Regions from separate parts of the Hordeum vulgare genome. Here region 1 is linked to region 2. Evidence: chromatin contacts called from public Hi-C data. All regions are on one chromosome and are shown on one strand. The core of a region is the stretch at or near the end of the contact, and the rest is flanking DNA. Distances in the headings are between cores, read along the strand shown. Region 1 holds the start of LOC123426392 (arginine--tRNA ligase, cytoplasmic-like). Region 2 holds the start of LOC123426354 (receptor-like protein kinase HERK 1).

What was found. Hi-C and Micro-C count contacts between places; a contact is called where the count stands out from the background.
Region 1: a Hi-C map of seedling shows a contact between it and region 2, with 5 times the contacts expected there. The contact joins the promoter of LOC123426392 here to the promoter of LOC123426354 in region 2. A contact is called at or near these places in 2 of 6 Hi-C or Micro-C datasets (leaf and seedling) and 1 of 1 datasets of contacts at active chromatin or transcription factors (embryo).

What each region holds. Positions count from the first base shown.
Region 1 is chr1H:103,490,272-103,495,706 of MorexV3_pseudomolecules_assembly, forward strand. LOC123426392 (arginine--tRNA ligase, cytoplasmic-like) reads left to right here and starts at 2,795. Exons shown (of 18, transcript XM_045110225.1): 1 at 2,795-2,925; 2 at 3,493-3,611; 3 at 3,710-3,843; 4 at 3,956-4,031; 5 at 4,178-4,279; 6 at 4,374-4,589; 7 at 5,325-5,405. The coding sequence starts at 2,826.
Region 2 is chr1H:102,614,048-102,619,044 of MorexV3_pseudomolecules_assembly, forward strand. It overlaps LOC123426354 (receptor-like protein kinase HERK 1), which reads left to right and starts at 1,594. Exons shown (of 2, transcript XM_045110167.1): 1 at 1,594-2,036; 2 at 2,158-4,997. The coding sequence starts at 2,499.

The DNA of each region.
Region 1 (5,435 bases), core at 1,545-4,044, 880 kb after region 2:
CGGACGTGTTTTGCCATCCAACACACTCATGTATCGGCCCGCTCGATGGTCCAAACATGTTTTCCCCACAAATTGGAGACAAAGTGTGTGTGTGGGGGGGGGGGATTTGCAGGCGTCCAGACTACTGCCGCATTCGCGTCTGACTAATCTGTCCCACCAAACAACCCCACCCGCCTCTCCCGCGATTTCCTTCCGATGCACGCGCCATTTCTAGCACCGCACCAATACCGGCCCAGTACACGCAACGACCGACATTGATGCCACATAATGTGACCACACACGCATCGCTGACCAACGCGACCTCTCAGGAGCCCCCGCTTCAATGCACACGCAGCTTCGAGAAGAACAAACTCCCGTCGTTGTGCCGCATTGAAGTGGTTGACCGTTTGTTCACATGGTGTGGTCGAGGCTTTATAAGTCATGCTCCGACACCGTCCACATCGCACTCACCGCATCAGTCCGCACGTCCTCATTCTCACATCCCCTCTTCCTCACAACTCCGGCAATGGGCAAGTTGTGGGCCTCGATGGCGACAGGCGACGAATCCGTAGGTTCGTGGCGACATCGCCCTTGAACTCTAGGGCAGTCGTCCTCATCGGCGGCCGGCTCCTCAGCAAAGGAGGAGATCGTCATCTCCTCGACGAGGAGGACCAGCCGCTACAGCAACCGGCGATGCAAGGGGAGGTCTACATCGTGACCGATGAGCAGTACGAGTGACTGATGGAGGTCATGCTTCGTCCTCCACGTCAACGGCCTGTCGGCACCACCTGAGACGCTCCTTCACATCAAGCCAGATCCTGTGTCCCGTCCCTACCCTCCCTTGCGCAACCTCGATGTCCAAATCAGGCACCGCGTGAAGGAGGGTCCCCTCTGGCCATCGCCCAAACGCGTCAAGGAGGAGCTGCTCTCGCCGCCTCCCCATCGCGTGAAGAAGGAGCAGCGCTTTCGGCCGCCCCGCCACATCAAGGAGGAGTGCTGCTCGTCACAACCCCTGCCTCATGCGATCGCCGTGAGGACACGTGGTCGCCTTCGGCACTACCTCGACGGCGGCCGCAGCGACAACAATAGCTCGTCCTCCCGGAGCGCTCTAACGACGGTGGAGTACGCCAACAGGCAGCGACCCCCGATGGAACAGGTGCAACATGGCACGTCGATCGGAGTTCACGGACTCTAACGGCCCGCCGCCACACATCGCGACGGATCTGGAGTTGGCGTAAGCTCGGGTCCTGGACAACAAGCGTCGTCTCCGCCGCCTCGATGGGGAGATGGTCAAGATGGCGAGGAGTGGTCTCTCGGCGAGATCGCCGCCATCGCCGCCTCCTCCAAGGGCTGCCGCCCTCTCCCCCCGCCCATGTCATTCGTGGCCACGACCGCACTGCGCATGACACAAGAGGAAGCGAAGATGATTATGTGCGAGCGTAAGGTGGTGCGAGGAAGCCCTGCCGCGACACCGCACCCTTCCGCCATCCCGAAGCCCGACTCCAACGACTCCGACAACGGCTTTGTTGAAGGTTTTTGGTTCATTAGACGAAATATCATCCGGTTTTATGTAAAAACTATCCTAGTATAAATGAATGTCGGGGATGGTAGCACTCGATCACCTATGGAGTCGTTGGCTCATTTGTGGTTCAACGAGGAGAATTCATCGCACAAAGAGGAGAAACCGCAAGGCAACACACTTATGAGACTCGGAGGATTTACCTAGGCTCGAGCCGCTGAGAATCGTAAAACCCTACTCCTGCTTTGGTGGATTTATTTGAGAAAGACAGAGTTCACACGATATACCTTCCCCGACAAGGGTTGTCGTGAAAGGGAGCTGCTATGTGCGTGTGAATGTCCTAGGGTCCGAATTCCTTGCTAGGTTGCCTTGGGCCTCCTCTTATAGCAAAAGGGGCGTCCAAAGTGGCAAACAGACATGATTAGACAACTAATAGTGCTATCGTACTTAACTTTGACACTTAAGACAAAGTGCCATAAATGCTAGGCTAGGTGGCAGGTGGGGGGTGCGTTCCCGACAAGCTCTCGCCACGGCTTTAGCTAACCTTTGCACCACAACTTGACACGCCTATGAGGGTGTCAAGGAGAGATAACCCGTCTTCCATCATGTCAACACGCGTGCAACGAGAGCCACTTAGCCACATGGGGGCTCGACACCTCATCGATAAGTGACTGATGTGGCAATGAGGTGGAGCGGTGGCGGATGGGCTCGTGTTTGCCGGAGGAATGACTTGCCGGTTCTTCTTTGAGGGTGCTTGTGCCTCGGTCCCCGGCAGGGGCCCGAGAGTTCTTGGTGCGTTGTGCCATGTCTGCGCAGGTCTTGCAGTAAGTCCTGCCGACGTCTTGTTTTGAATGTTTGCTTGGGTCTTCGACATAGTGCCAACGCTTATGGGTTTCCTTACTACTAGTGCTGTGCATAAGTCACGGGCATTGGGTACCCTTTCCCTAGTGCACCGACAATGAATATCGCTCGGTTTGTTCGTCTTTGAATCAAATTTGTTCATTTTTGTTAAAATTTACTTGAAATGTAATTGGACTGTTCTATCATGGACGGACGCGGAAGAAAATTTACGGATCAGCTTTGAAGATGCACTAAGCCCAAAGACTGAAATTTTAAAGTCAAAATTAAGCAAATTTCGAGCGGAATCTGTGTTTGGCGAGTTTGGCTCCATATCCACGCCCCAAACAGGTCGAGACTCACCCCTCAAAAAAAGAAAAAGAAAAAGAGGTCGAGACTTGACGGGCCCGATAAGGCACAAGCGAAAACCCTCGCCCAGCCTTTCCTTGCACGCGGCGTGGGAGCGTATTTATTCGAGAACGAGGTCGAGATGCGGGCACTCGCGGCCGCAGCAGCAACTGCAGTAGTGGCGGCGCCTACCCCCGCACGACTCCTCCTCGTCTCCGCCCGCCGCGCTGCTCCGCGATTCGGTGAGTCCTCGCTTCTCCCGCTACTTCCCCTTCTCCCCCAATCCTCATCCGGTTCCACCCGGCTCCGGTTGTTCATAGCGCTGCGCGGTCCCCGCGTCGCCCGGAGTTGCGAGGTCTGATTTGGGAGCAGAAATCCGAGGGTTCATGGGGCCTGAGCTTGGTGCCGTTTTTGGTTTAGAGTGCGTGCCTACGAGCTCCGAAGATTTACTGGGAATGGTGGTTTGTCTAGTGGACCTTTTGCGGGGTTTAGGCCTTAGGGTTTACGATGCTTATGTTTGAATTTAGTTCCACATGGTTCCGGTTTATAGCACTCTAGACTAAATTTGCTGTGCACGAATCTGCTAGTCGGCGTATGGGCGCGTGTGAATTTACCCACAGCATTTAGAATTGGGGATGAAAAAGGCTGTGGTTTAATCCTGCACTCTGCTCAAGTTAACTTATAACATGCTAGGTTTTAATTGTAGCTTGGGGATTCGTGGCCGACGATGCAAGTTTCATTTCATAGCTCCTTCATTTGGGGCCTAATTTCGGCCTTGTTGCTTATCTTTGTGCTGCCTATCTAGCTAGGTCATTGTAGAGCATCTCCCTTCACAAGGTTACCGAGGAGTGCCTGCTACGCGTCCACCACCATGGGAGACGAGACCTCCACTTCTGCCTCAGGCTCGGCCCAGGAACCTGCAGCACCGGTGAGTATTGGATTGCTGGTTCTGGAGATGATTGTGTTGTGTGAGTGTTTGCCTGCATCTACTTGACTGAGATGGTGCCGTCTCAAACATATTGCCAGGCCGTGCAGGGAGCCGGGAGTGTCAAGCAGCAGATCTCCAACTTGGTGGCTCTGTCACTCCATGCGACAGTGCCTGAAGTGGATGTAGAACCGATAGTTGAAGTTTGCACGGGAAAATTTGGTGACTACCAGTGGTACGTTGCCCGGGTGTCTATTTTATTTGACGATCTGGACATCTGCGACTCCTGTTCATGTTAGCATCCCTTCAATGTGCTCATCAAAAAATTGTATCTAAATGGTATGCAGCAACAATGCAATGGGATTGTGGTCAAAAGTAAAGGGATCCGGGACAAGCTTCAAAAACCCCAATGCAATTGGACAGGTAAGAACGATCCTAACTCTCTGGAGTGCTGGTGGTTTACTTCAAGAAAATCTCATGGAGCAGTAGGGTTCTTTCATACGTGCCACTGCCATTATTACCTTGTTCATTCATTTCAACCTTTTCATTCATGCTGTTTTTTTTCACAGTCGATTGCTAAGAACCTGCCTGCCTGTGACGTTATTGAATCAGCCTCTGTTGCTGGTCCTGGTTTTGTGAATATTGTCTTATCCAAGAGCTGGGTTGCTAAGGTCTGCCTGAAATTGTTTTACCTGCAAGTTTTGCATGCATTCATTGATACTACATTTCCTTTCTGCTAAGCACCAATGAACTACATTGTTGCAGAGAATACAAGATATGCTTGTGAATGGTATCAAAACTTGGGCACCAATTCTTCCAGTTAAGAGGGTAGTGCTTGATTTCTCATCTCCTAATATTGCAAAGGAAATGCATGTTGGGCATCTAAGGTCAACAATCATTGGAGACACCTTAGCACGCATGTTTGAATTCTCAAATGTTGAAGTTCTTCGACGCAATCATGTGGGAGACTGGGGTACACAGGTAATAGATTTGGTGCTATAACCTTTAGGTACTTTAATACTTGTTCTTTTTCTGGTGAAAAATACGGGTACAAACATATGCCACCTTAATCTGTTGAACCCTTTTGGTTCATAGAGAATGTTGTTATGCACATAAATTCATCCTTATTTTTTCCTGGATGTGGTTATGATTTTTGGGACTGCATCCATTTCTAGTTTCATGTACCTTTGACACATTGATGCATTCAAATGTTCAGTTGGTGCGGTTCTTCTGTGCCACCAAATATTTGACAGGTTCTGCTGGTGGTATTTTCCATGAGATCTACTTACTGCCTATTACACTATGGTGTGCTCTATTCATTGCTGCAATGTGCACTACTTTCTGTACTTTGGTAGTTTGATAAACTAGAGCTTGTTTCCACTTCACAATCTAATTTGATTTAATTTGTTTATTATCCAAATGCTACCGTATTTTCCTTTAGCTCTTTGGTTACATTTTATAACCTTGTAATCTAATTCCGTGCGGAGGGAGTATTTTGTAATAATATACTAACAGTTGAAACTATACTTGATCGAACTATTTTGTGCCGTGCTGGAGAAATTGGAGTCTTGGTATATTGCATTGGCAGAGATATCTACTTCTGCTTGTTCTGTAGGCACTAGTAACTGTAAAATTTGTTTGCTTATATGGAGGCCTTCTAAGTTGAACGAATATCTGCTTTGTGTACTAAACTAATGTCGGTCTTTGTTCATGTAGTTTGGAATGCTCATAGAATTTCTATTTGAGAAGTTTCCGAATTGGGAGGAACTTGGCAGCCAGGCTATTGGTGACCTTCAGGTAAGTTGTTGTTCCATCATGCATTGTGCT
Region 2 (4,997 bases), core at 344-2,843:
ATTTATTTACAAGAATAAAAGTCCATAGTACTACATCAGTTTCTGCATAAAGTAACATGGAGTACATTAGTTTCAGATCAACCTAATGTGATTCTGGTACTGTTATATCATGACAACCTTAGCGCACGCAACTGACTAATACATTAGCATAATATATCCTTTTTTGATTATTGAATGATACAACATATCTTTACATAATTGAATTTCTTTGTTTCATTTATCTTATACCTGTGAGAATACTATCACTTGTCACAACTGACTAATACATCAGTCTAAGAATATCCCTTTTCGGTTACTGAATGATATACTTTTAACTGAATTTCTATATTTCATTTCTCTTATATTTATGTTCCTATTATTCCAATGAAATAGTAGACGGGCGCAGCAACGCGCGCCATCGATGATCTAGTCTTCCTAATAATTCTACTTGGTCACTTGGATCAACCCACTTCAATCTTATCTGAGTTTCTGCCACAACCTCTTCATAAGTAGGACTCTCAAGAAATGTCAACACTTTCTCATACTTGTCAACAATATCAACATTCATGAATGCCTCTTTGTCAACATAATGAGCATTCACAATCTTGTCCATCTAAAAAAGGGAACAAAATTACCAATGCTAAGTCACATTCTAACAAAACAACTAAGAAACATATATGTCCATCCTAATTAAGCATTACCCTAACCCTAAACAATAAGCATAAAACCAACCAATACAATGCAACAAAATTGGAACAACTATACTCATTACTAGATAAACTAAGAACATCTATACCCATTATTGGAAAAACTATACTCATTATTAGGGCTAGAAACACATGAGCAAAAAACCACCCAAATAGACAATCCCAACCAATAAAAATGGAAAGATGAAGGAGATTACCTCAAGCAATGCAAATGATACCGGATCCACGGACCAAACCAATCCTTTTGAAAGGATTTGAGAGGGGAGAAGCGAGGGAGAAATGGGGAAAAGGGGCCGCAGCTCGAGGAAGAAGGGGGTGGAAGAAGAAAGTGAGTGGTGCATGAAGGGTGGCCTCCTAATAAATAGGCAGGAAGAAACATCATAGTGCTTGGCGTTGCAGTGGTGCTTAGAAACGCCAGATGTGGTGGCGTTTCAAGAAAGGAAAAACACCACGGAGGACACGCATATTGGTGGTGGCCAGCAACGCCACATTACACTGGCGTTTCTTATTGGGGAAGCAACAACACGGCTTGTGGCGTTAAAAAAAGGTTAAATCATGAAATCTTTTTAAACCGGGTTCTTTTTATGCTCATCTTTTCAAAAAAATCAGAACAATGATTTTGTCCTTCAAATGGTCCTTCCTCAACCTTTTTTCACATGACATCCCAATCCTTTGCTGTTCACATTGTTTAAGTTCTCGGAACCATGCTTTTCAAAAGCAGCCCGAGACTTCCAAAAGGCACAAACCGCGTCGACGCAGCTCCGCCCGCCATTTGGAGCAGAGCGGCCTTGTCGTAATCCTCTTTCCAGTCTTCTCGTCCACACCTCACGACCCCCTGGGCCCGCGTCCAGCTCATGCACGCCTCTTCAATTTATCTTCCCACCAACTCACCGCCCTCTGCACCCCAATTAATTCGCCGCTTCTCGCCGCAGGGGCCAGAAAACGTCCTGTTCTACCTGCCCTTCTCACCCGCGAGGACCCTTTCTTTCTTCCTCCCGGACCCAAGAAGACTCTGCTCAAAATCTCGCCAACCTCCGGGCCACCATCGCCATCACTCCATCCAAAATCCCCATCCAGACGAGCATTTGGGTTGCCATCTCTTTGTCCGCTTCGCTTCGCTCAAAAGTTAAAAGCGGCGGCGTGCCGTTGTCTGCTTCTCCGCCAGTTCCGCTCCACCTGTGCTCCCTCCCTCTTCTCTTGGCTGGCTTCAAGAAAAGACTGGCTCTGGCTCCTCCGATTTCCCAACCGCCTGGCTGAAGTTCTTGCGGGGGCTCCGGTGAGAATCGCGAGGCTGCTTGTTTGGGCGGAGGCGAGAGGCGATTCAGCTGCTGGGAGGCCTGCACGGCAAAGGTAAACCCTCGTCTTAGCTGGGGGATTGGGTTGATTTCACCCGAAGGATTTTGGTCTGTTTCTCCTGGCCCCTGCATGTTGGAGATGATACTGATGGTGTCGTTGTGGGACTATTGTGCAGATCCAGTTCGTGGTGGATGGAGCCATGCTGCGGGTGTGCTTGATAAGGTTCTTGCTTGCCTGATAAGCAAGGTTTCTTTCTGGTGGTTCCTCCTCCTGCCGACCAAGACACAGAAAATCTAAGCCTGTTCACACTTTCTACTGCTTCAATTTTCGAGTGTTCTTGCTGCCTGAAATGACATTAGTTTTGAGGGATTGCATGCCTTGGGCTCTGGAACAGTTTCATCATCTCTACTCTCTTCAGTTGTTCTAGCTCTCCCTTTTTCCTTGCTGGCTGGCTGCATCTTTGTGCAATTTATGGCACCTGTGTCCCTTTAACCCCAGTTTCCATTCAGATTCATCATGGGCACCACTTCTGAGCAAAAGATAGCTCTGCTCCTTCTTGGGACCATCTGGGTTCTTCTTGGTACCTGCAATGCTGAATTCACCCCTGCAGACAACTACCTCATCAACTGTGGTTCCACCGTTGACGTTCATGTCCCAGGTCAGGGGTTCTTCAGAGCAGACAATTCCGGCTCAACTATTTTGAAATCAGATCACAACGTCGCCGCAAATACCTTGCCGGATGCAGTCATAAGTTCTGACAATCCTGTGCTGTATCAAACTGCAAGGATATTCAGTGTGCCGTCGTCCTACTCCTTCAACATGAAGAGCCGTGGCCGGCATTTTGTCCGGCTGCACTTCTTCGGTTTCAGATACCAAAGCTATGATCTTGCCGTGGCAAAGTTCAAAGTGTCCACGCAGGATGTTGTGTTACTTGACAATTTCACTCCGCCGAGCAATTCCTCACCGCTGGTCAGGGAGTATTCACTGAATATTACTGAGGATAAGCTGATTCTCACATTTGTGCCTCTGGGAAACAGCACATCTTTCATCAATGCTATTGAAGTAATATCTGTTCCTGATGATCTGATACGTGATTCAGCGCAAACTGTAAATCCCTCCGGCCAGTATCTCGGCCTTACAACACAGTCATTTCAGACATTCTACAGGATTAATGTGGGTGGACGGGAGGTGACCGCTGCCAATGACACACTCTCGCGTTCATGGGATACTGACCAGAACTTCTTCCTAAATTCCACTACCACTGAACTGTTTGCTTACCAAGCGAAGCTGAATTATCAGAAAGGTGCTGCAACCAAGGAGGATGCACCGGACAGTGTGTACAACACTGCAAGGCGGTTTGCTGTGCAAAATAGAACCAGCTTAGTGTCCAACATGACATGGCAATTTGATGTTGATGGTAGTTCGAGCTATCTGATCCGCTTCCATTTTTGTGACATAGTGAGCAAGGCAGCATATTCCCTCTACTTTGATATTTATGTGGATGGCCGGTTAGCGTTAGAAAATGTTGACCTCTCTGAAAGAGTTCTTGGTACCTTGGCTGTGCCATACTACATGGAATTTGTCTTGAAGTCAAGTGATCCTTCTGGTAAGCTAAGTGTCGGCATTGGGCCTTCCAGCTTGAACAATGTGGCACCAGATGGCATCTTGAATGGCCTGGAGATCATGAAGATGGACATCAGTACTGGCACTGTTTATGTTGTGTGGCCACCAGGAACGCCAAATAGGAAACTGGCTATCATATTGGGCACTGTTCTCGGAGGCGTTGGTGCTGTTAGCATTGCCATTATTCTCTGCTTCGTCCTCAGAAGAAAGAAAAAGGAGAAGAAGCCGCGGCGGGCACCGACAAGTCGGCCTTCAAGTTCTTGGTCACCACTCACCCTCAATGGCCTTAGCTTCCTTAGCACAGGTACCCGAACAACCAGCCGGACCACTCTTACATCTGGGACAAACAGTGATGCAAGCTACCGGATTCCTTTTGCTTTGCTGCAAGTAGCAACCAAACACTTCGACGAGCAAATGGTTGTCGGAGTTGGGGGGTTTGGGAAGGTATACAAAGCAGTTCTGCAGGACAGCACCAAAGTCGCAGTGAAGCGGGGCAACCAGAAGTCCCACCAAGGGCTCAGAGAGTTCCGGACAGAGATCGAGCTGCTGTCAGGGCTGCGACACCGTCACCTCGTGTCACTCATCGGATACTGCGATGAGCAGAACGAGATGATCTTGGTGTACGAGTACATGGAGAAAGGCACGCTGAAGAGTCACCTGTATGGCAGTGACATGCCTCCTCTCAGCTGGAAGAAAAGGGTGGAAATATGCATAGGGGCTGCAAGGGGCCTCCACTACCTGCACACGGGTTTTGCAAAGTCAATCATCCATCGTGATGTCAAGTCTGCAAACATTCTCCTCGACGAAAATCTCATGGCCAAGGTTTCTGATTTCGGCCTGTCGAAGACGGGACCTGAGTTGGATCAGACACATGTTAGCACTGCGGTGAAAGGGAGCTTCGGGTATCTTGACCCTGAGTACTACCGGAGGCAGAAGCTGACCGACAAGTCGGATGTGTACTCATTCGGCGTGGTCTTGCTGGAGGTGATATGCGCGAGGCCAGTCATCGACCCAACTCTTCCAAGAGACATGATCAACCTCGCAGAATGGGCTATCAAGTGGCAGAAGAGGGGAGAGCTTGGTCAGATCGTCGATCAACGGATCGCTGGGACAATCAGGCCTGAGTCGTTGAGGAAGTACGGTGAGACTGTCGAGAAGTGTCTTGCGGATTACGGCGTTGACCGCCCTACCATGGGTGATGTCCTGTGGAATCTGGAGTTTGTGCTCCAGCTGCAGGAGGCCGGCCCGGACGTCTCCAATGTTGACAGCATGAATCAGATCTCTGAACTTCCTCCGGACACCAGAAGGATGGGCTCTCTGGAGATTGGCACCGCAGACGAAAGCCCCACAAACATGGATTACTCTCAGATGTCGACCAACGATGCCTTCTCG